7 separate regions of the Mus musculus genome follow, and all the other regions are linked to region 7. The links are chromatin contacts, called in public Hi-C, HiChIP or PLAC-seq and promoter capture Hi-C maps. All regions are on one chromosome and are shown on one strand. The core of a region is the stretch at or near the end of the contact, and the rest is flanking DNA. Distances in the headings are between cores, read along the strand shown. Region 1 has its middle 330 kb from the start of Gm38772. Region 2 has its middle 470 kb from the start of Gm38772. Region 3 has its middle 370 kb from the start of Gm38772. Region 4 holds the start of Tspan12 (tetraspanin 12). Region 5 overlaps Cped1 (cadherin-like and PC-esterase domain containing 1). Region 6 holds the start of Ing3 (inhibitor of growth family, member 3). Region 7 holds the start of Kcnd2 (potassium voltage-gated channel, Shal-related family, member 2).

The links. Promoter capture Hi-C pulls out the DNA fragments that hold promoters and counts their contacts. A called contact is a pair of places that touch in the nucleus more often than the background predicts. HiChIP or PLAC-seq counts read pairs in DNA pulled down with a chosen protein or histone mark.
Region 1: a contact with region 7 is called in a Hi-C map of cerebellum, with 5 times the contacts expected there. The contact joins the enhancer-like site here to the promoter of Kcnd2 in region 7. A contact is called at or near these places in 1 of 39 promoter capture datasets (hippocampal neurons), 4 of 484 Hi-C or Micro-C datasets (cerebellar granule neurons and cerebellum) and 1 of 9 other capture datasets (embryonic stem cells).
Region 2: a contact with region 7 is called in a Hi-C map of cerebellum, with 3 times the contacts expected there. The contact joins the enhancer-like site here to the promoter of Kcnd2 in region 7. A contact is called at or near these places in 2 of 39 promoter capture datasets (hippocampal neurons and liver), 3 of 484 Hi-C or Micro-C datasets (cerebellar granule neurons and cerebellum), 1 of 115 datasets of contacts at active chromatin or transcription factors (stem cell-derived neural progenitor cells) and 1 of 9 other capture datasets (embryonic stem cells).
Region 3: a Hi-C map of cerebellar granule neurons shows a contact between it and region 7, with 4 times the contacts expected there. The contact joins the enhancer-like site here to the promoter of Kcnd2 in region 7. A contact is called at or near these places in 3 of 39 promoter capture datasets (embryonic stem cells, hippocampal neurons and stem cell-derived epiblast-like cells), 2 of 484 Hi-C or Micro-C datasets (cerebellar granule neurons and cerebellum), 1 of 115 datasets of contacts at active chromatin or transcription factors (forebrain) and 1 of 9 other capture datasets (embryonic stem cells).
Region 4: an H3K4me3 HiChIP or PLAC-seq map of forebrain shows a contact between it and region 7, with 12 times the contacts expected there. The contact joins the promoter of Tspan12 here to the promoter of Kcnd2 in region 7. A contact is called at or near these places in 2 of 484 Hi-C or Micro-C datasets (cortical neurons and embryonic stem cells) and 1 of 115 datasets of contacts at active chromatin or transcription factors (forebrain).
Region 5: an H3K4me3 HiChIP or PLAC-seq map of forebrain shows a contact between it and region 7, with 18 times the contacts expected there. The contact joins the enhancer-like site here to the promoter of Kcnd2 in region 7. A contact is called at or near these places in 1 of 39 promoter capture datasets (hippocampal neurons), 3 of 484 Hi-C or Micro-C datasets (cerebellum and cortical neurons), 3 of 115 datasets of contacts at active chromatin or transcription factors (embryonic forebrain, forebrain and neural progenitor cells) and 1 of 9 other capture datasets (embryonic stem cells).
Region 6: a promoter capture Hi-C map of hippocampal neurons shows a contact between it and region 7, with 4 times the contacts expected there. The contact joins the promoter of Ing3 here to the promoter of Kcnd2 in region 7. A contact is called at or near these places in 3 of 39 promoter capture datasets (cranial neural crest, hippocampal neurons and neural stem cells), 2 of 484 Hi-C or Micro-C datasets (cortical neurons and forebrain) and 2 of 115 datasets of contacts at active chromatin or transcription factors (astrocytes and forebrain).

The regions. Positions count from the first base shown.
Region 1 is chr6:20,639,233-20,641,932 of GRCm38.p6, reverse strand. No RefSeq gene overlaps it. Among named protein-coding and RNA genes, the nearest start is that of Gm38772, 330 kb to the left of the region's middle. Within about 2 kb of position 1,447, at least 2 of the 459 cell types and tissues checked have an H3K27ac peak or open chromatin away from gene starts, as enhancers often do. A contact at or near this core is called in cerebellar granule neurons and cerebellum, where this site is marked.
Region 2 is chr6:20,501,106-20,503,805 of GRCm38.p6, reverse strand. No RefSeq gene overlaps it. Among named protein-coding and RNA genes, the nearest start is that of Gm38772, 470 kb to the left of the region's middle. Within about 2 kb of position 1,270, at least 2 of the 459 cell types and tissues checked have an H3K27ac peak or open chromatin away from gene starts, as enhancers often do. A contact at or near this core is called in cerebellar granule neurons and cerebellum, where this site is marked.
Region 3 is chr6:20,602,920-20,605,619 of GRCm38.p6, reverse strand. No RefSeq gene overlaps it. Among named protein-coding and RNA genes, the nearest start is that of Gm38772, 370 kb to the left of the region's middle. Within about 2 kb of position 1,274, at least 22 of the 459 cell types and tissues checked have an H3K27ac peak or open chromatin away from gene starts, as enhancers often do. A contact at or near this core is called in cerebellar granule neurons and cerebellum, where this site is marked.
Region 4 is chr6:21,851,209-21,853,908 of GRCm38.p6, reverse strand. It overlaps Tspan12 (tetraspanin 12), which reads left to right and starts at 1,376. Exons shown (of 9, transcript NM_173007.4): 1 at 1,376-1,503; 2 at 1,742-1,897. It overlaps Gm30270 (a long non-coding RNA gene), which reads right to left and starts at 1,491. Exons shown (of 2, transcript XR_377371.2): 1 at 1,183-1,491; 2 at 126-640.
Region 5 is chr6:22,069,806-22,072,505 of GRCm38.p6, reverse strand. All of the region lies in intron 4 of Cped1 (cadherin-like and PC-esterase domain containing 1), which reads right to left. Among named protein-coding and RNA genes, the nearest start is that of Cped1, 85 kb to the right of the region's middle. Within about 2 kb of position 1,350, at least 33 of the 459 cell types and tissues checked have an H3K27ac peak or open chromatin away from gene starts, as enhancers often do. A contact at or near this core is called in cortical neurons, forebrain and hippocampal neurons, where this site is marked.
Region 6 is chr6:21,948,236-21,950,935 of GRCm38.p6, reverse strand. It overlaps Ing3 (inhibitor of growth family, member 3), which reads right to left and starts at 1,321. Exons shown (of 12, transcript NM_023626.4): 1 at 1,143-1,321; 2 at 827-898. The coding sequence starts at 1,170.
Region 7 is chr6:21,213,955-21,216,654 of GRCm38.p6, reverse strand. It overlaps Kcnd2 (potassium voltage-gated channel, Shal-related family, member 2), which reads right to left and starts at 1,309. Exons shown (of 6, transcript NM_019697.4): 1 at 1-1,309. The coding sequence starts at 356.

The DNA.
Region 1 (2,700 bases), core at 198-2,697, 570 kb after region 7:
AGAATATGCTCACTGAATAGAACTGCTTTCTTCTAAAATGATTTAAATATTTTTTGCTAAAACAGAACAGCTATTTCCAGGAAACAGTTTGCATCTGAAGTTACTTACGTTTCAGAAGACTTATTTGAAAACTAATCACTTTTAAAAATATAATTTTTTTTTCTGGCTAAAGCTTATTTTATTTATATTGATGATAAAAGTGCCTGCTAAATATATACTTTTGCATTGAAATGATAATAGCTAATGCTAATTTAACCAAATGAATTAATTGAGAAGACAAATACGTTTTCTGCTAATCTCAGTAACATTGTGGGCCTGGCAGGGGGGCTAGCCTATTTCTTCAGGCCATCTGTGAATTCCTCTGATATGTTGTGAACAGCAAATTGCGATCTGACTGACACTGATACACCCTCGTGAAGCATCTTCCACTCTATTACTCTGAACAAAACTGATTTCATGGTGTAAATACTTGTCTGCTTTCTAAAACAAATAATCCTAGTCACCCCGAAAGTGCCATCACTTCTGCCTCTCATATAACAACTGAATCATATTTTTATACTTTTAGAAACTTAATGTATTCCTTGAATTCTGTCAAATATGATAAAAATGAGAAAATCTCATAGAGTTGTCTCTCCATTTAGTAGAATGTCAGACATGAATCTAGAAAAACATTTAAAATATTACAACTGAAATAGTTATGAGTTACCCGATCAACTCAGATAAACTTGAGAATATTTTAGAGAATTTGCCTATACCTTATAAGGTACAAGTGGTAAAAGGTACAATATCAGAACATCCCTTACTTCTGAATTAATTAGAAAAATTTACCCTCTAGTCATTTTGCATATATTTGTATTGAAAATACTTCTCTAAGGAAGTATCAAGAAGAATGCCTTTTATAATGAGTGAAAGTTAATCTAACATAAAGGCATTATGTTTTAGACAAAACCTCCACTATATTTTAAAGCATTTTAAAATATTTGAGTGCTTCTGAAGCAAATGTGTTTCCTAAGAAGAGGAATATTAAAACATTTATATTACTTTAGAACGTATGCATTTTGAAAGAGTCATCACTCTTATTTGTATTTCTTTTAAAATGTTTTTGTAAAAGTATGATTTGTTTTGTAGATTATTTTCTTAAGATTATTTTTCCCATACGAGATCAGCTTAGGCATATATGTTGCTTGTTCTTAATAAAGCTTTCTATACATGCTAATCATGTCTTTCTTTCTTTATAACACAGAATATTACTGAGGACTCAAAACTAGTAAAGTTATAGAAATATTCCCTCAGTATTTTACTACCCTAAGGAAGTTAACAAAAGATATCTATTTTGAGCCCAATAGGAATCTGGCTGACCTTTCCCACTGACAGGGATACTGTCCAGGTTTGATGTGCTATATCAGAATGCAAAAAAAAAAAAAAAAAAAAAAAAAAAAGGCAACCTTCTGCCAAATGGACTGAGCCTGCGCCCCCCTGCCGCAATGAGCCTAGAATTATATAAACATACCTCCTCGTATGAATCTCAGCAGCAATCAGTTCCCATAACTTTTCCCCACCCACCAACTTAATCTGTCATGATTTGTTTGCTTACTTTGCTTCATTTTAATTTCTGTGATGGCATGGCTACCTGATCCCAGGACGGTTGAAAGCAAAAGAAAGAAAAAATGGGAAGAAATAATGTGATATTTTGGAAGGTAATAGATTTACATTTCTATATGATATCAGAAATTTTCCAACTGGAAGTACAGAATGCTTCAGACTTATTTCTCACTATCAGAAAGAAAATATCAATTCAAAGACTTTTATGCAAAATACATAGTAGCAAAATTCTTATGTGCATTGTTTTGCTTTGCAAGAGTGACATTGGATGATTAAAACTTGTACAAAATCTGTTACGAGCATCCATAAGGCAGGAGATTATACACTAAATCTGTGCAAGGACTGAGTCCAGCCATCAGCTTCATTTTAGAACATGCTTTTGTCTTAGAAAAACTGAAGTCTTAGCATTTGTAGTTCACTTATTCACTAGGACAACTATATTTTCTGTAGGTAATTTTAATTCTTTTATAAATTATACATCAAGATCATCTTTTTCTTGAGTATAGAATAAATATCTATTCATAGGAATAGGGCTCTGAAAATATGTCTAACTCTTTGGCCTTTCTTCACAGTATTGCCATTGATTTGTATCTTTCTCATTTTGCCCATCATATAGTTTCAGTCATAAACTATAAACACAGAATAGAACCTTATTGTCAACTTTTTGCTTAAAATATTCTATAATTTAGTCACTATGTCTGTTACACTTAACCAATTCCTCAGTTGTCATGATTTCAACGTTTCTTTGAAACATGACTTGAATTTCCTGAGTCATTTTCCACAAGACAAGTAAAACTACTGTATGCATAGTTTATATGTGTATATGTGTATGGTAAATAAATGAATAAGTATGTGAAAATATATAGATAGAAGGTAGACACAATTTAAATGAAGAGGTCAAGGGAGAAAATTGTTTTTTAACTGGGGCAAAAAAAAGTTGTAATTAGCAATTTGTTAATCTTAGAATTATTCCAGAAGGCTTATCTATAAACTGTCATAAAATTATTTTTCACCACAGTTTTCTCTAACATCCTAATGAAAACAAGACATATGTCTTTAAAGAATCAAACTTACTTCAAGAGATTTAATTATATCTAG
Region 2 (2,700 bases), core at 21-2,520, 710 kb after region 7:
TAGAATCTTCTTCCAGGGTGAAACTGATTCTCCATCTTTAGCTGCAATTAGTACTTGTAGCTCTTCATCTAAGGAATTAATAAAAATCAAGAGAGTATATTTTCAGGATTTTTAGGGGACTTTCAGGATAGCATTTGACATGTAAATGAAGAAAATATCTAATTAAAATTGAAGAAAAAGATATTGACACTTTTATTCTTATGAGAATGCATCTAATGGCCTACATATTTATATTTTGAGATAGAACAAAATAGAACTTCTTATTTTATTTACTATTAATGTAAGCACGATTTCCAAGATAATGCATAAAACTTTTGTTAGAACATAACCATCCACTTATGACATTTTTCTTTGTGGTAGAATCAGATTAGAAATAACCAATCTTATGAATACAAGTTCAATTTAATTTTATTTTAAGTATCTTGAATATTTTAATATACTATGGTCTTGAAAATGGTCAACAGTAATAAAATTTATTTTCCCACAAAACTATTATATTGAGAAATATTTACTGGGATATGCTGTTCTGTAGCATTTTAAATTTTATAGAGAAAAAGAGAGATTGGTTATTAGAATAAATAATTATAAAATGACTAATGAATGAAGTGAATGAAGTTACAATATAACTTGGTACGAATGTCAGGATTTGGACATTTAGAAATTATAGAATATGTTCTGTTAAGAGGAGATTACTAGTCACCTATATTTAAACCACTTATCATATATTTTTTTCAATTGTTAGTATAAAAAAACAAGAAAAATGTAAACTCAATGAAAATTCATGTCTAAAATAATGTTGAGGACAGTAGAAAAACAGGAAAACATGTTTTTACTTCAGTTACCTGATGTAATTGAAGGCAACAGGAACAATATGGGTCTGAGAAGCAAGCATAAGGCAAGAAGACAGAAACTGGGCGCCAGCTTGAGAGTGACGTACTAGAGAATAATTTTTGCCCCTTAGTGTTTGTGACACTCAGGAACTTCCAATTACACCAACTGTTTCTGCTCAGGCAGGTCGTTTGCTTCATCAGAATATAGACAATGCTCATTTCCCTCATATTAATGAGGTAAACACCAACTTAAAGATTGCATTTGAGGATGTAGTTGGAACTTCTGTGATTTATTTTAAACAAATAAACTAAAGTTGTCTGTTATAATTTCATATTCTATAAATCAATAAGCCACATTTTTTTCCTATTGCTAGAGTAAACTTTCAGGGGTGTGCTGTGTGTGAAGTTACTGTCACCCCAGGGCCATCTGGATAGTCAGATGTCAGCTTTCTCTTTTTGTCAGAAAATTTATTTTTATGTACGAAGGAAGTGAGCATTGCTTGCAAACCTTCAGAGATAAGATTTTTAGCCCTTGTCGGAGTTCTCCTTTAATAATACCCATCTTCTGTATTTCTTTCTATCAATTTCATATTCCCTTCTCATCTAGAGAAGTTGAAGATGAATCAATGGCTTGCAGAAAATCATTTTATTCTGACTATAATGAAAAAGGAAATTAAGATATTTAAAATACATGGTGTCAGGGAAGATCAATCCAGGATATGAATATATGCTTAGTGACTTGTAAGATACATGACACTGAAAGTAATTTCCTCCTTTCTTTCATTTCAGTTTCCATGTGTCTGTGAGTCCAATTGCTCTTATGAGAAGTTGTAAGACAATGCATTTGAAGCAGCAAACACAATAAGAAGATGTCTTACAAGTCCCATTGCTAGCCCGTTGGGTCAGACAGAAGCCACATCTTAGCCTGCAAACTCAACAAGAGAACCAAATATATCCTCTTCCAATACTCGTTCTTGAATGCACAATGAAGCCACAGAAAAAAATCCCTAAATATTTGTAGAGAGAATTTATAGAAGATTCAACTTTAATTCAAATTTAGAAAATATTTCTGTTCATTCTCTGAGTTTTATTTGATAAACTTGTCAACTTTACTGATTTTGTTTGCTTTCTGTTTTTTGTTTGTTTGTTTTGTTTTGTTTTGTTTTGTTTTGGATACTACACAAAAGCAGCAGTCATGATTACAATATCATCTATTTCCTATGCTTCTATTTTAGGGGCATAGAGCATATAAGCAAGTCTAGGTAAGTATTTGGGGAAAAAATAAGTTAACACTTAAGAGTCATTCCTCAACTTGGGGGGCTCGTTGTAATTCTTGTAAGTTCAGCTATTAGCCTGTTTGATTAAAATGATTTGTGAATATTTGATTGAATATTCCAGAAACTTCCCCTATTTGAATAGAGAACATAGTCTTCCAAACAGTTCTTTTTTTCTGCCCCATTATCTCTTTTTTTAATTATATTTCAATGTGTACTTATGTAAATGAAAGTGTTTTGCCAAACCTTTGCTACAGACGTTGATTTTTCTAGAACTGTCAAGAATTAATTATTGAAAAAAAGTTTTAAATGGCTTGCAGTAGAAACATTTTTAAATCCTGTCAGTCACATATTTTCCAGTAATATGCCATGTAATATGTTTCAGCATATTGTGATGTGTGGTTAAGAGAAAACACGTGAATATAATGATAATAATTTTAAAAGATGTACTCTAGTAGCTCCACATAATGTTTAATTCACAATTTCAACCATAATTTGGGAACATGTAGTATTTTCTCTACTTTCACTGATTTCGTATGAGCTAAAGAAAATCTTGTCTAGGTTTTTTTTTTTTTTTTTTTTTTTTTTTTCAGAAT
Region 3 (2,700 bases), core at 25-2,524, 610 kb after region 7:
ATACATCTCTGCACATAATATATTAAAATAAATATATAATTAAATCTTTAAGATAGTTGAAAAATGTTTAAATATACAAAATTACAAGCTATTTTATGTTTTTACTAGCTTTTCGTAAACCTTAAGTATTTCTATTGAATAGCAATTCTTACATTATACCAAACACCCTTTAAAACACACAGTGATAGGAGTACACTTCGCGCAAAGTAGTATTTTTAGAATTACTATTAATAATAATAGTAATTATGATCATTTAAAATGTAATTACATAGAATTGCTACTGAGAGCTGAATTTAAATGAGAAAATACTCAAATTTTAAAATAACTTGTGTTACTTTAACTATTAGATATGACTCGTTGAAAATACATAGTAATTTAAGTTTCAATTAAACTTTAAGCTGTTTGTGTTAAAAATAGTTTAGGTCATTTAAATTTTGAAGAAACAAAATAAACACAGGCTAGTGATCTGGGGTACTGTTTGTTCTGTTGGGCATAAAAACATTGACTCAGAAACCCCTAAAAACTGCATTGAAAATAGAATGTTACCAGCAAGACACTGCTGTAATTAAGCATAACATAATAACAGTGATGTAGAGAAATAATAAGTCTATTGTGCATTTTATTTAAAAAGAAGTAACTTTCAGCTATTTATGATTAACAGTCCTATTGTTCTAGTTTAGTTAAATTCCCATGTAACCTTATAACAATAAAATAATAATAATAATAATAATAACAACAACAACAACAACAACAATAATAATAATAATAATAATAATAATAATAATAACAACATAATCTTTGGACCTCTGAAAATACAACAAACTAAACATCTCACCAAATAATTTCATTTAGACAACAAACCTATTGCTATTGAGTAATGATACACATTTGCCTCTTCATTTTTTTTAAGTTTGTTTCTTTATCTCTATAGAAGACATTACTAGGTTCTATGATAGTTGAAATTGCTTGTACATTTTAATATTCAAATGGCAAAATGTAATAGAAGATTAAAGTAGCTAGTCGTTTTAATCAGAGTTTTATCCAGTGAGACATAGTTAATCGTTTTTTCCGCATTCTAGTTGAGTGTGAGGGTTTCAGCACAATTTTCACAGTACTAGTTATCTAAATAAATGCTCACTTCTCTGCTTAGTTTATATTTGGAGAAAGAATGTTGGGGAACCTAAATAAGGCCACTAATTAAAATCCAGGACCAGCTGTTACTTACAGAATCACTTGCCAGGGACAACTGCCCAACTCAGCTGGGAGACTGAATTCTAGGCTTCTTGCCCAAGGACAGTGTGTGAGATGTTCTGGTATTAGAGATTCTGTAGCTATGCTAATTCCACTATAAATCATTAGCATTAGGATAAAAACATAACAAAGCAAACACCAGTTAATTTTTAAATGCCAAACAGCAGTTGTATTTGGGAATATTCCTAACAGATTAAAATGTATTGTTTTTGTTTTAAAATCACTTCATTTCTCTTAGAGGAAATCATCTATCAGATTTGAAATGTCCTTATTACTTTAAGGAAATTGCTAAAACAAGTAACTACTCAAACTAATTACTGAGTAATTGTGGCTGTATATCTATCTGTGCATTTAAGACACAAAGTATTTCTGCAACTCAGAAACACTATTGTAACTGACTCTTATGTAGGTCTTCTCACTTCTTTATCTTAATTTTAATCAATTTTTAAATAAATGTACTTAAGAAATTTCCATCTCAAGGGGAGGCTCCAAGGCCTGACATTATTACTGATGCTATGATGTGCTTACAGACAGTAGACTAGCAGGTCTGCCTTCTGAGAGGTCCAACATGCAGCTGACTGAGACAGATGCAGATATTTAAACTCAACCATTGGACTGAAGACAGGGACCTCTGTGGTTGAATTAGGGAAAGACAATAGTAAGCTGAGAAGAAGGGTGATCCCGTAGGAAGACCAGCAGCCTTAACTAACTGAGACCTCTGAAATCTCTCAGACACTGAACCACCAAACAGGCAGCATACACAAGATGGTCCAAGACCCCCAACACATATACAGCAGAAGTCAGCCTGATCTGACTTCAGTGGGAGAAGACGTGCCTAACAATCTAGACACTTGAGGGCCCAGGGCAGAGGGCAGGGGAAGACATCCTCTTGGAGATTAGGGGATGGGCAAGGAGGAATGTAGGAAAGTAGAGCAGGAAAGGGGCAAGGACTTGATTGTAAAATAAATAAATAAATATATATATTTAAACTGGATATGTTACTGATGAGTATTGTGATGGTTAGTATATGGTTGTCCCAAAGACTAGCACTATTAGAAGGTATGGCCTTGTTGGAATAGATGTGGCCTTGGAGTGGGTGTGTCACTGTAGGTGTAGGCCTACTTCTCTTCTCTCTCTCTCTCTCCCTGCCTTTCTTTGCTTCTACTACCCTCTTAACTCCCCTCCCTATGCCGTGAATAAACTCTATTCTATACGATACGATACGATACGATACTATACCACCTTGTGGCTGGTCCTCAGGGGAAGGGATTCCTCAACATCTGCCTGCTGAGACAATCCCTTTCCCCATACCTTACCACACCCCCATAGAACATATTTTATACCTCTTTGTCTTTTTATGAACACATCACTCCATGTTTAGACTTATGTGTACATAGACTTCTACCAACTACATGAGTTAATATTATTAAAAGTGAATCTTTAACCTGT
Region 4 (2,700 bases), core at 127-2,626, 640 kb before region 7:
CTTTTAAAGACCTTTCATCTGTATTACTAGTTTATCATGTAGGTGTGTATCAGGTAGGTGAACCCGAGGAATTTATGGATTATGCAGAAAGCATTTACCAATCAATCTTCTAGCAATGGAAGATAGTTTTTATTTTTATTATGGGCATTCATTTCTTCCTTTTAATGTCAAAGCCTCCCTTGTATGAAGAAAATTTTAGGTCTCTCAGGAACTGTGTGGCAGCACACAGTTTGGATGGTGGTTTGTTTCAGTCGCAGGCAGCTGACCTTGCGCTTGCCTGTGAACACAAGGGATGAAAGCGGCTCTCTTAGCTCCTCCCACAATTTCTGAAGCCACTCTGTTGCTGGAGTGGGGGCCATCTGATGGATGACTGACGATTTCCTTGGCAATTTGTGTGGATGGCTGTCCTTGTTTGCTTTTTAGAACTTGTCTTAGTGATTTGCTTAGGAGGAATGTTAATACCCTAGGCCTGGGCATCCATATTGACTCTCATGGTCTTGACCTCGGTACCAACCAATTTAGAGCACGTCTCCTTGTCACTTTGGCCACACAGCAGACAGGTGATGATGGATACAGACCACAGCTGCATGTTGCCCCGAAGACTCCGATTATTAGTTTTTCTCAAAGATGTTGCTTGGATCTAAGGTAACACAATTTTTGGTGAGTTTTTTGTTTGTTTGTTTGTTTTTGTTTTTGTTTTTTGTTTTTTTTTTTTGTTTTGTTTTTCCTATTTGACGAGGAAACAAATGGTCACAGCAACATATACTACTGTGAGGGATAAAACCTAATCTTTTATGGGAGCAACATGAGCCAGCAATTTTAATTTTTAAGTGTGAAAATGTCTTACTTCTGAAATAGAAGATAGGTTTGGAGCTATGCTTTGTGATTCTTGTGATGTGGTTCCTGTGATACCCTACTGAATCTCTAGTTAAAAAAAAAAAAAAATCAAGGCGGCTTCCAAAGATTCACTACCCTATGTGCCTTTCCAGATTAAATCACCAACATTGCCAAGACACCACAGTATCAGGAGAAAGTTTAAAAACTTTGGAAACTTGTGAAAGAATTGCCTGATCTTTTCCCTATCTGGATGCTAAATCTGTATAGAGATACATTGATGGTTTTTGCAAATGTTAGTAGATCAGAGTGGGAAAGAAATGTTATTTTATATATTTATTTACCTACTTTTGATCGGGGAGTGCAACAAATCAATAAGGTTCACAGGGCAGGACATTAATGACAAGTCACCGGAGGCGGCTCCACAAAGGTCCTGAAAACTCGTCTCTCATTGCAGGAATTGGGTTGGGCCACCGGTGGCCCCCCTTCTCAAACACAAATATTTTCATATAATAAAAAGCCTGCTTCCTTATAACCCACCCTCCATTCCCACGACGGTACCATTTTAAAGGGGTGTGCTGCAAGGACTCCTCCTAGTTTTGCAGGTTTTTAATCTCTCCGGCATTCTATCTCGCAGAGGTGAAGAATCTCTCTGGGGTGTCACTCTGGGTAAGAGGGACAAGAAACACCCACTAGGACCCAACCCGGCAGCCAGCGGCCGAGCATGCGCTGAGAGTTTGTGCAGCTGGCCCTGGCTGCCGCTGCTGCCTTGTCCGGACTTGGCGAGGACTTGGGAGGGACAGCGGCGTTGGGAGGTGGCTTAGCAGAGACTTTCCAGCGTCTGCTGCCCGGGACTTTTTTTTTTTTTTTTTTTTTTTTTTTTTTTTTTCTTTTTTCTTTTTCCCAGGAGTTAGCGACGCCGACGGTTGGAGAGAGGAAGACAAGGAAGCGTCTGCTGCTGGCGCCGATGCATCCCTTTGGCTCTCCGGGAGGAGCGTCCCTGCCCGGATGAGTGTCTGCTGTGTGTCCCCGACTGTTCCCCGGCAGGAGCGCAGCTCGAACGGTGAGTGGCCACAAGTCCCACATCTCTCCTGCCCGCGGTCCCTGCCGCCTGCCGGAGTGGCTTCTGCCCTGCGCGGTGCGTCCTGCCGGGGGCGTGCGGCCGCCGGTGACTTTGCCTGACCGCGCAGGCTTTGTGCTCTGCGGGCGGCGGGGACCTCAGTGTCGCGGCGGCACGCGGGACCCCGAGGTTGCGCGTCCGGGGGGGCGGGGGTGGTAGTGAATGATGACCGGTCCGGCTTGGGTACTGCCGCACCGGCCCTGACTCCCCAATTTCTCCTCCCCGCCATCCCGCCCCAGGCTCATCCATTATTCCCGGAGGACAAACTGCATTTCTCACGTTCTTCCAAAGAAACCCTAGTCACCGGGCGGGATCCCAGCTCTGTGCTGCGCCCCCAGTGGCTCCCGAGTTCACACCCGAGCTGTGCGACCCGGTGGTGGGGTGGGAGCAGGGAGGTAGGGCCCAGGAGCTGCCCAGAGAAGGGCATTCCTGTGCTCCGAGAGGTCGATGTGTGTGTGTGTCCGTCCTTGGGAATAGGGATAGCACTGGAGCCTGTGGCATCTCCAGAGTCACAAAGCTGTCCCCCAGGAGACAGCAAAGAAAGTCTCAAGGGCCATGCCACTGGTCCCCTGGGAAAACTAGTTTACTGTACATTCATCCAGAGAGTTAACCTTTTCTCTTGGCAGCAGGTGTTATCCGATGCCATGTGAGGACTTTTGGGAGTTTTATTCCCTTTAAGACTCTAACAAATGAGTTTCGATGAGAGGACGTCTGAAATAAACTAGGCTTGGGGATCCTGGGGACCC
Region 5 (2,700 bases), core at 101-2,600, 860 kb before region 7:
TAATAGTTTCTTCCAAATAAATTCTTCCTTAGTTTGGATAATATAATCAGCCTAAAAAATCCAGAATAGTGGTGTAGCAGGAGATATGGATCTGAACATGAGTGCATCTACCCCATAAATAATTATGTGAGGTTAAAGAGGGGCTAGATACAGTCAGTGTCTAATATATAAGTAAGGATTTAATGCTATGTCTTATTAATTTTTTAGGGTAGCTTATCTATAAAACTACCCTGGCATATGAACCCTTACAAAGTCCTGCCAATTTATATTTAAAACAAGCCTCATAGGCAAGCCCGCCTGCATGCCACCACACTCCTGGCCGTGATGATCATTGACTAACTTTCTGACATTGTCAACCAGCCCTAAATTAAATGCTTTATTATACAAGTGTCCCTGGCTGTGGTGTCTCCTCACATCAATAGAACCGTAACTAAGAAACCTTATATGCAACGCATACAGATTTATAATAAAGCTTGCCATACAAAGCATTTTATAACGACCACATGAAGAAGGAAAAATCAATAAAATCATTTCCACTTTATAAGTCTAAAAGAAGGCCAAATGGAACTATTTTACCTAGATTTCCTTACAGCTGAGTGAACACCGAATGAGACCTCTCCTTCTGGTTCCTAGGACTCCTGTCTCCCTGCAGGTTTGAATTGCTGTCAGGGCTTGCATTCTCACAAAAGTGGTTGAGTGAGACACATCAGGCAAGAAGATCCCCTCACTTAATATGGGTGAATTCCTTGCTTTGTCATTCTGGGACAAGGTGACCCTTTGGAATGCTATACTGTGGGCTCCAGGCTCCTTTTCTTTAGTAAAAATGACAAAAAAAAAAAAAAAAAAAAAAAAGAGGAAAAGAGAACATCCTCCATCTGACCACTAGATGGTGCTAGAAGTAGTTTTTAAAAATAGTCTCAAAAATTATATATGCGATGAATCACAGGGTTTGAAAGATGTTTGCTGTATAATAGAGTCTATGCATCTCTCACAAACAGGAGCACGTCTACCCCATCATCAAAGGGGAGAACTCCTTTCAAAGCTACTCTCTTATTCAGTTAATTACATTTCTGACAGGACAGGTGTCCTTTCTAATCACAACTCTAGCTCAGAAGGCAAGATTCTGATTCTGCGTAGGAATCTGCATGCATGTTTCATTTTCCATATGCTTTGCTGCGACTTTCGCTTTCAGTTGCTATCACGATTAGTTTTCAATGTGACATGTTGGAAGAGACCAAATGCCTGCGCCAAGGCATTAGTCTTAATAAATGTGTCTTATTATGCATACACCCTACAATGCGATGTTCTAGAGATGAGCCACAACAGACATGATCTCAGGAGCAAATCTCTGCGACATACAGCCGAGGGAGGAGGCCACGCACACGTCAGTGAATGCCTCACATTAATGGACTCTTATTTTCTAATGCTGGAGATTTGTTCAAGTCAAGTCAGTGTCCTGGTCTCTATGGCTATGAAAATGAGTGAACCCTCGAGTGTCTCGAAATTACTACTGTTTTCTTCCATAACCGTTCCAATACTGTTGAGAGCAAATATCTTTCTTTACTACCAGAAGAAGGCTAGGGGAATGCTTGATTTGAAATTCAACATCCATTGTATATCTCCCCAAACCACTGACCTCTCCCACCCCTGTGTGTTTGTGTGTGTATATGTATGTGTGTGTATGTGTACGTGCACATGTGTATATGTGTGTGTGTGTGTATCTGTATGTATTGTATGTGTTTGTGTGTGCATGCGTGTGTCTGTCTCTATGTGTGTGTATGTGTGCATGTGTGTGTACAAGCATTTGTGCACATGCATGTGTGCACATATGTGCGCATGCACATGTGTGTGTGTGCCTGTGTATATATGTGTGCGTATCTGTGTGTATGTGTGTGTGCATGTGTACATCTGTGTGTGTTTGTGTGTATATATATATGTGTGTGTGCACATGTGTGTGTGTGTATATATGTGTATGTATGTGTCTATGTATCTGTGTATATGTGTATATACATGTGCCTGTCTGTGTGTGTGCAGGTGTGTGTGCAGGTGTGTGCCATGCATCTTCCTCTATCATTTTTGAGATAGGATCACTAACTGGGCCTGGAGCTTCTCACTGGGTTTTGCCTGGTTGGCCAGAAAGCTCTGTGGATCCTACTTTTGCCCATCCTAGTCTTAGGATCACAAGCGTGTACAGCTGTGCCTGACTTTTCACATAAGTGCAAGGGGTAGGTTTTTACTGCTGTGATAAAACACCATGACCGAAAGTAACTTGGGAAGGGAAAGGTTTGTTTCAGCTTACAATTCTCAGGTCGCACTCCATCAGTTAGGAGAATCAGGGCAGGAACTCAGGGCAGGAACCTGGAGCTAGGAGATGAGGCAGGACTTCCAGGGGCCCTGCATGCAGGCTAAGAGATGCAGGAGCGGGAGAAGGAGAATCACCATGCTTCAGAAGGAGAAAAGCCACCAGTCACGTGAGATCTAGGGTAGAGTGGCCATTGGCCACTTCACCGACTGGGCCTGGGGTAGCAGGTCGGAGTTTAGAAACAGAACTAAGCTGAGGGAAGGTTTAGGGCATTGAGCTGGGACTAAAGGTAACTGAGCAACTGAAGCTAAGGGCAGATTTAGGGAGCTGAGCTAGGAGCAAAAAGAAGGGTATGACAGCCAAAGGAGGTTTAGAAGAGCCTGGCCATTGAGCTAAAG
Region 6 (2,700 bases), core at 72-2,571, 730 kb before region 7:
TACAGTCAGGGACAAAAGGTACAGAAATGAGGGGCAGGGGCGGCAGAGGCTCATGAATGAAGAGAACAAGCCCTTAGCAAACTCAAGTTACCTTTGAGCCTCTTCCAGTCTGGCTTTTTCAAAAGAACAAGGTTCATTTTGGAAATAAGTCACATATAAAGCTGCCAAGCACTGACAGAAAAAAAAATCAATGCTAGCAATGCCTGAAAAGCCAAGCACTAGGCAGACAGAAGCAGGAAGATGAGGAGATTAGAGCAAGCCTAGGATTATTATACATATTGAGTGTGAGACCAGCCTGAATGACGTGGTTGTGTTTACAAAACAAGAAACCAGTAGGGAAGCCTATCAAACGTCTACAGTTTTCTAAAGAGCAAGCGGGTGATTTCCTTAAAATCTGATCTCTCTCACTCATTTCTGGCTGAGAAAGTGTCCACGCTGTTCACAGCTCTAAGTGTCTTCCATTAATATGCAACTTGTCAAAGTTCGGCCTTCCGAGTTCACTAGGGTCCCTAGCCTGCCCTTCTATGTCTTTGCTCTGGAGAAATTCGGAATGTAATGAACTTTTAAGTCTGAATGCAGAACTCCAAGTTTCCACATCCAGGCTCGGGTGCAAACCTTCTGAAAATCACGCGAGTTTCCACTGCGGTGCAGTGTCGTCATCTCCATGCAGTACACAAACAACTGTGTTTGCTGTGCCCCGCGTGTTAACGGTACGGTGTGCCCGCCGCCTCCTTGTCACAGCCTGAAAAAAGTAGCGCGGAGGACCCGCCAGGCGATGCCCGAGGGAGGCCGGGGCTGCGCGGGGCCGTGGAGACGCGCCACTTACTCTGCACCTGCAGATCCATCTCGCGCATCTCCGTGAAGCGGTCCCGTAGGTCCATCGGAAGCTGCTCAATCACTGTCAAAGGCACAGTCCGTCAGAGGGCGGGGCCAACGGCGAAGGGACGCGCTGGCGTCACGCGTGTGTGCGTGCGTGCGTGCGTGCGTACGGGAGGGGGGGCGGCTCACAACGAGGCTGCCAGTTACCGTGAGAAAGAAACATCCCCCGCTCCCCCTCCCTCCCGCCATCCCGCCCGCCCGGCCACTCGCGCTCCCGCCCGCCGCCGATCCCGCCCGCCGCGTCGCCGGCGCCGCGCACTCACTTTCCAAATAGTCCTCTAGGTACAACATCGCGGCCCTGACTGTTGCGGGGACGAACGGGTCCAGGGGTTTATTTGTGTCACTCGCTGTCGCCGGAGTTTTGTCCCTTCCAATATGGCGCCTCCGCTAGCAGCACCCGCTCGACTCCGGCAAAGGAAAAAAAAAAAAAAAAAAGCAAAGGAAAAAAAAAAAGGCTCCACTTTGGCGCCTGACGGCGCTTGCCTCACTGCCGCCCGCCGTTGCTATTGGCTGTCTGCAGCGATGACGTCAACCGGCCGGTGCGGATCTCCGCGGTATTCTGGGAAATGTAGTCTTCTTTTTCCCCGAGCGTGGCCATTAGTGAGGGTGTCTCTTGGAGTGGCAACTACAGAAACCACACGCCTGCGCGAAACGGGCACGCCAGAATCCGAAATGCGGTGCCTCTGTTTATTTGTTGATTTCTTACATGGGGGATGACGGGAGTTGTATGCGCCTGCCTGACACAACTAGGAACAACTTTTCACCTGTTCTGGGCGGTGATTCTAAGCCCGCCGTTTGTGAGTCATGGATTTCTGGCTGTGCTAGGCAAATAGCAAAGATTCCAAACGCTAGAATAATCGGCTAAGTTCGGAAAATTCAGGTTGTTTAGAACAGAACTCGCTGCTGGAATTTATCTTCATTATTCACTCCTGATAAATAAATGGGACAAGTGATTGGTGTCCCTGCAACGTTAAGATAATTTATAGTGAGACTGGAGCGAATGTGCATTTCCCAAATTAAAAGACACCCAAAATAGTATTCAGTAGCCAGTTATGTTTTGCGGTGTATCTTGTGTTCATTGTAAAACAACTGTTCAAATGCATCCGCAATAAAGTAAATAAATAGATGAATAAATAACAACCAACCATAAATTATAGTGATTTAATGCATTGCTGGCATATACTAACAATGATTTAAATTTATGTTGGGTAAGTAGCTGGGTTAATGTTTATAGTTCTGGGCAGGCTTTTTTAATAACCCTAGCAAATGTTCACTGGTGGTATAACAAGTGTATCACCGCCCCGTTTCTATCTTAAAAATGCCTTTCATAAAAATTCGTACACTAAATGCTTCTGTGTTTTGGGGAAAATGATCCCTTCTTAGACTATCTGGTGGATTATAACACCACACACCTGTAATCCCCTAAGTGGGAGAATTGAGACAGGAGGATTAGGAGTGTGAGCTTTGGCAACATAGGCAATTAGAAGCCAACCCAGATTATGGAAGACCCTTTCTCATACAAAAGAAAATAAATCAGTATGACACATTTTATTCACTACTCAATATTTTTATGTTACAATTTTATTTACAATGACATACTTGTATTCTCTTTTGTCTTCTTTTAAAGCCATTTTCTTATTACTTGAATGTTAAATATATTTAGTCTACACCTGTTTAATTTAAATTTTGTACTAAAACTATTTATCTGTTTGTGCTCTTTGTTCAAAAGCAGCCACGTTTGTTTACAGTGCCTAATTTCATCTGTGTTGGGGTTTTTAACTCTGAATTCACTTTTCCAGGGTTATAAATATAGAGAAATTT
Region 7 (2,700 bases), core at 60-2,559:
AGTTCTTCATCATAAGCCGAGATGCACTCATGGCGGGGATAGTGAAGCTTCCCCGTGCGGTAGAAGTTGAGGATGTGGCGGAAGATGTCCGGGTCACGGTCAAAGAAGTATTGTTGGGTCTCTGGGTGGTAGAAAAAGTCTCTCTCAGAACTACCCAGCAGAGTGTCTGGGTATCGTTCCAGGGTGTCTTGCCATGTCTGGAAACGGGTGCCACTCACGTTCAGCACTATCAGAGCGTCCTGAGTCCTTTTTCTCTCCTGTCTTGGGGGCGCAGGCATAGGCCCCGAAGCAACAGGCATCCACCCAATGGCGGCTGCCCTGGCAAAGGGCAGCCATGCTGCAACACCGGCTGCCATGTTGTCTGGAAGTGGAGGTCACGAGAGTGAGCAGGGGGGTCACCCAAAATAACACAATGAAAGTAAGAAAGTGCCCCCCACTTCTTCACCTCAGGCAAAACACTGGGGGGACACTGCTCACAGGAACACGATTATTCCAAGGTGGCGCAGGTCAAGTCACAGTACTCAAGAAGGTCAGGTTTCCCTCACAGAAGTATTTGGAATACTAAGAAAAAAAAAATACAGTGACCTAAAAATCTCTCTCCATAAAGCCTAAACAAATCTCTGCCAACAGTTGGACCAGGGCAGGTCCTGGCACATGTAAACGTACAGGTGACTTCGGAGACAGCCTGGCTTCAAACAGGTGTCTTCGCTTCTCCCCTGATACAGTCTGGTAGATATGGGGTCGGTATATAGAGCAGGAGAGAGGAAACAGGGAAAGTCAACCAGTCAGTGGTAGTCTCTTAAAAGAAAGAACCCTTTCACCTTCCCCTTTTGCTGAAGTGGTCCTTCCCGCCAAAGGCGTCTCAAAAAGACGACCTGTTGTTGTAGCTCCGGAGATGCGGTCACAGCCGCTGTCCCGCGTCCCTTGGAGTCCGCTGGCCGCCTGTACTCACGCTGCGCTTGCAGAGATGGAGGTGAAGTGCAGGGCTCGCGGCGGGGGGCGTCGGTCTAGAGCTCTTTCTCCCCCCCACAACGACGACTGACACCCTCTGCGCTAGCCGAGAGCGTTTGCCCGATGGGCCCTTTCACTCTCTGTTCAAGTTCAGCTCAGGTGCAGTGTGACAGTTATAGAGCCTGGGAGCTGGCAGCCGCCGCCGCCGTGGCGGCAGCAGCATCTGCCTCCGCGCAGAACGCGCCTCGCCCGCGGTACATACCTGGCAAAGTGCGCACCGGGGCTGAGTTGCATAGAGACTTTGCTGTCGCCTTGTACCCGGAAAGGGAAAGGCAGAGCCAGCGGCTCCCGAGCAGCCAGATCCCAGGCTCCCGGGGAGCATAAATAAAGCTCTGGCGAGCTCTCCGTCCCCTTCCCCCACCCTCCGTGCCTCCCTCCTCCTTGTCACCTTCCCAAAAGCCAGGCGCAGGCGAGCAGAGCCAACAGCAACAAGTTCAAAAAGGTGCGGGGGAGGCGAGCCGCCCAGGCCACTCGCTCCTGCCAACTTACTGCGCGGCCGGCGTCCCCGGGGTCGGGGCGCTGCGGGGCTGCGGGGCGCCGGGACTGCGGGGTTGCGGGGCTGCGGGGCGGGCGGTGGCGGCGTGGGGCCGGGACCGAGGCGGGAGCGGGCTGGCGTCCGGGCGCGGAGGCAGGAGGCGCTCGGCGGCGCGGGGGCGCGAGAGGGCCGCTCGCTGCTTCCCCGCCAGTGGGTGGTCCCGCATCTCCCCCGAGCACCGCGCGCAGCTCTGCCGGTGCGATCGATAAATAAGCTGGGAAGAGAGCGAGAGCCGCACGCAAGCCCCGCCACGCAGGTTAGGCAAAGGCGTCTCCTGCCTTTCCCTCGCCTTGACCTTTCTCCGCCCCCGCCCCCTCGGGCTCCTCTCGCTCCACCCTAGCCACCCACCAGCCTCGACGCCAAATGTCACCAAGCGAGAGCATCCAGGTGGTTCTACCCCGGGGATGAGCGAGCCTTGGATGAACAAAGGGAAGCTTCAAGGCACTCGGCCGCGGCTGTTTGATGGAAGAGAGGAGGAAGGGGACCGGTGGCTTACTGCTGCCTCCGGAGCCCCGGTTCCAGATGAGCGTGGGAAAGGGGGGCAAGGAAAAAAAAAAGATTCGAGAAAAGCTGGAAAGGAGGGTGAACAGAGCGGAACGCGAAGGAATTGGTTGCCTTTGGGGGGCGACTGGGTCGCAGAACCTGCAAAGCTCCGCGACAGAATTTTTAAGTGACTCTCCCACGTTCCTTTATTTATTTTTTTAAATTATGTATGTTCAAAACAGATATTAATGTTACTAAGGCTAATATATTACCCGTCCAACTTGCTGGAAAAGTCACACAAATCTCCTCTGGTTAGGTCTTGCCACAACTCCTTTCCCCCTGTCCTTTGCAAATGACAGGAGAATTTAGACCCTTTTCTAAATGTCAGTGTGCAGGGGCGTGAGTCTCTTAGAGTGTGTGTCTCTTCATGCCCTTTGCGCATCCCTGCCCATATCTAAAATGACCGAAGAAAGAAAAGGTGCCCGGGTGAAGGGTGAGTGATGTGAGGAGAGACAGGAAAATTGTAGTGGCCAACCGATTTTGGTCTTCGTGTACCCCGCCCCCAGTCATTAAGTGTCTTCCTTAAAACCAAGCTTTTAACAACCATGGCCACTAGATGGCGGGAGTGGCGAGAAGTTAAATTTACATCCAAGGTTGCCGCTTTAGAAAGG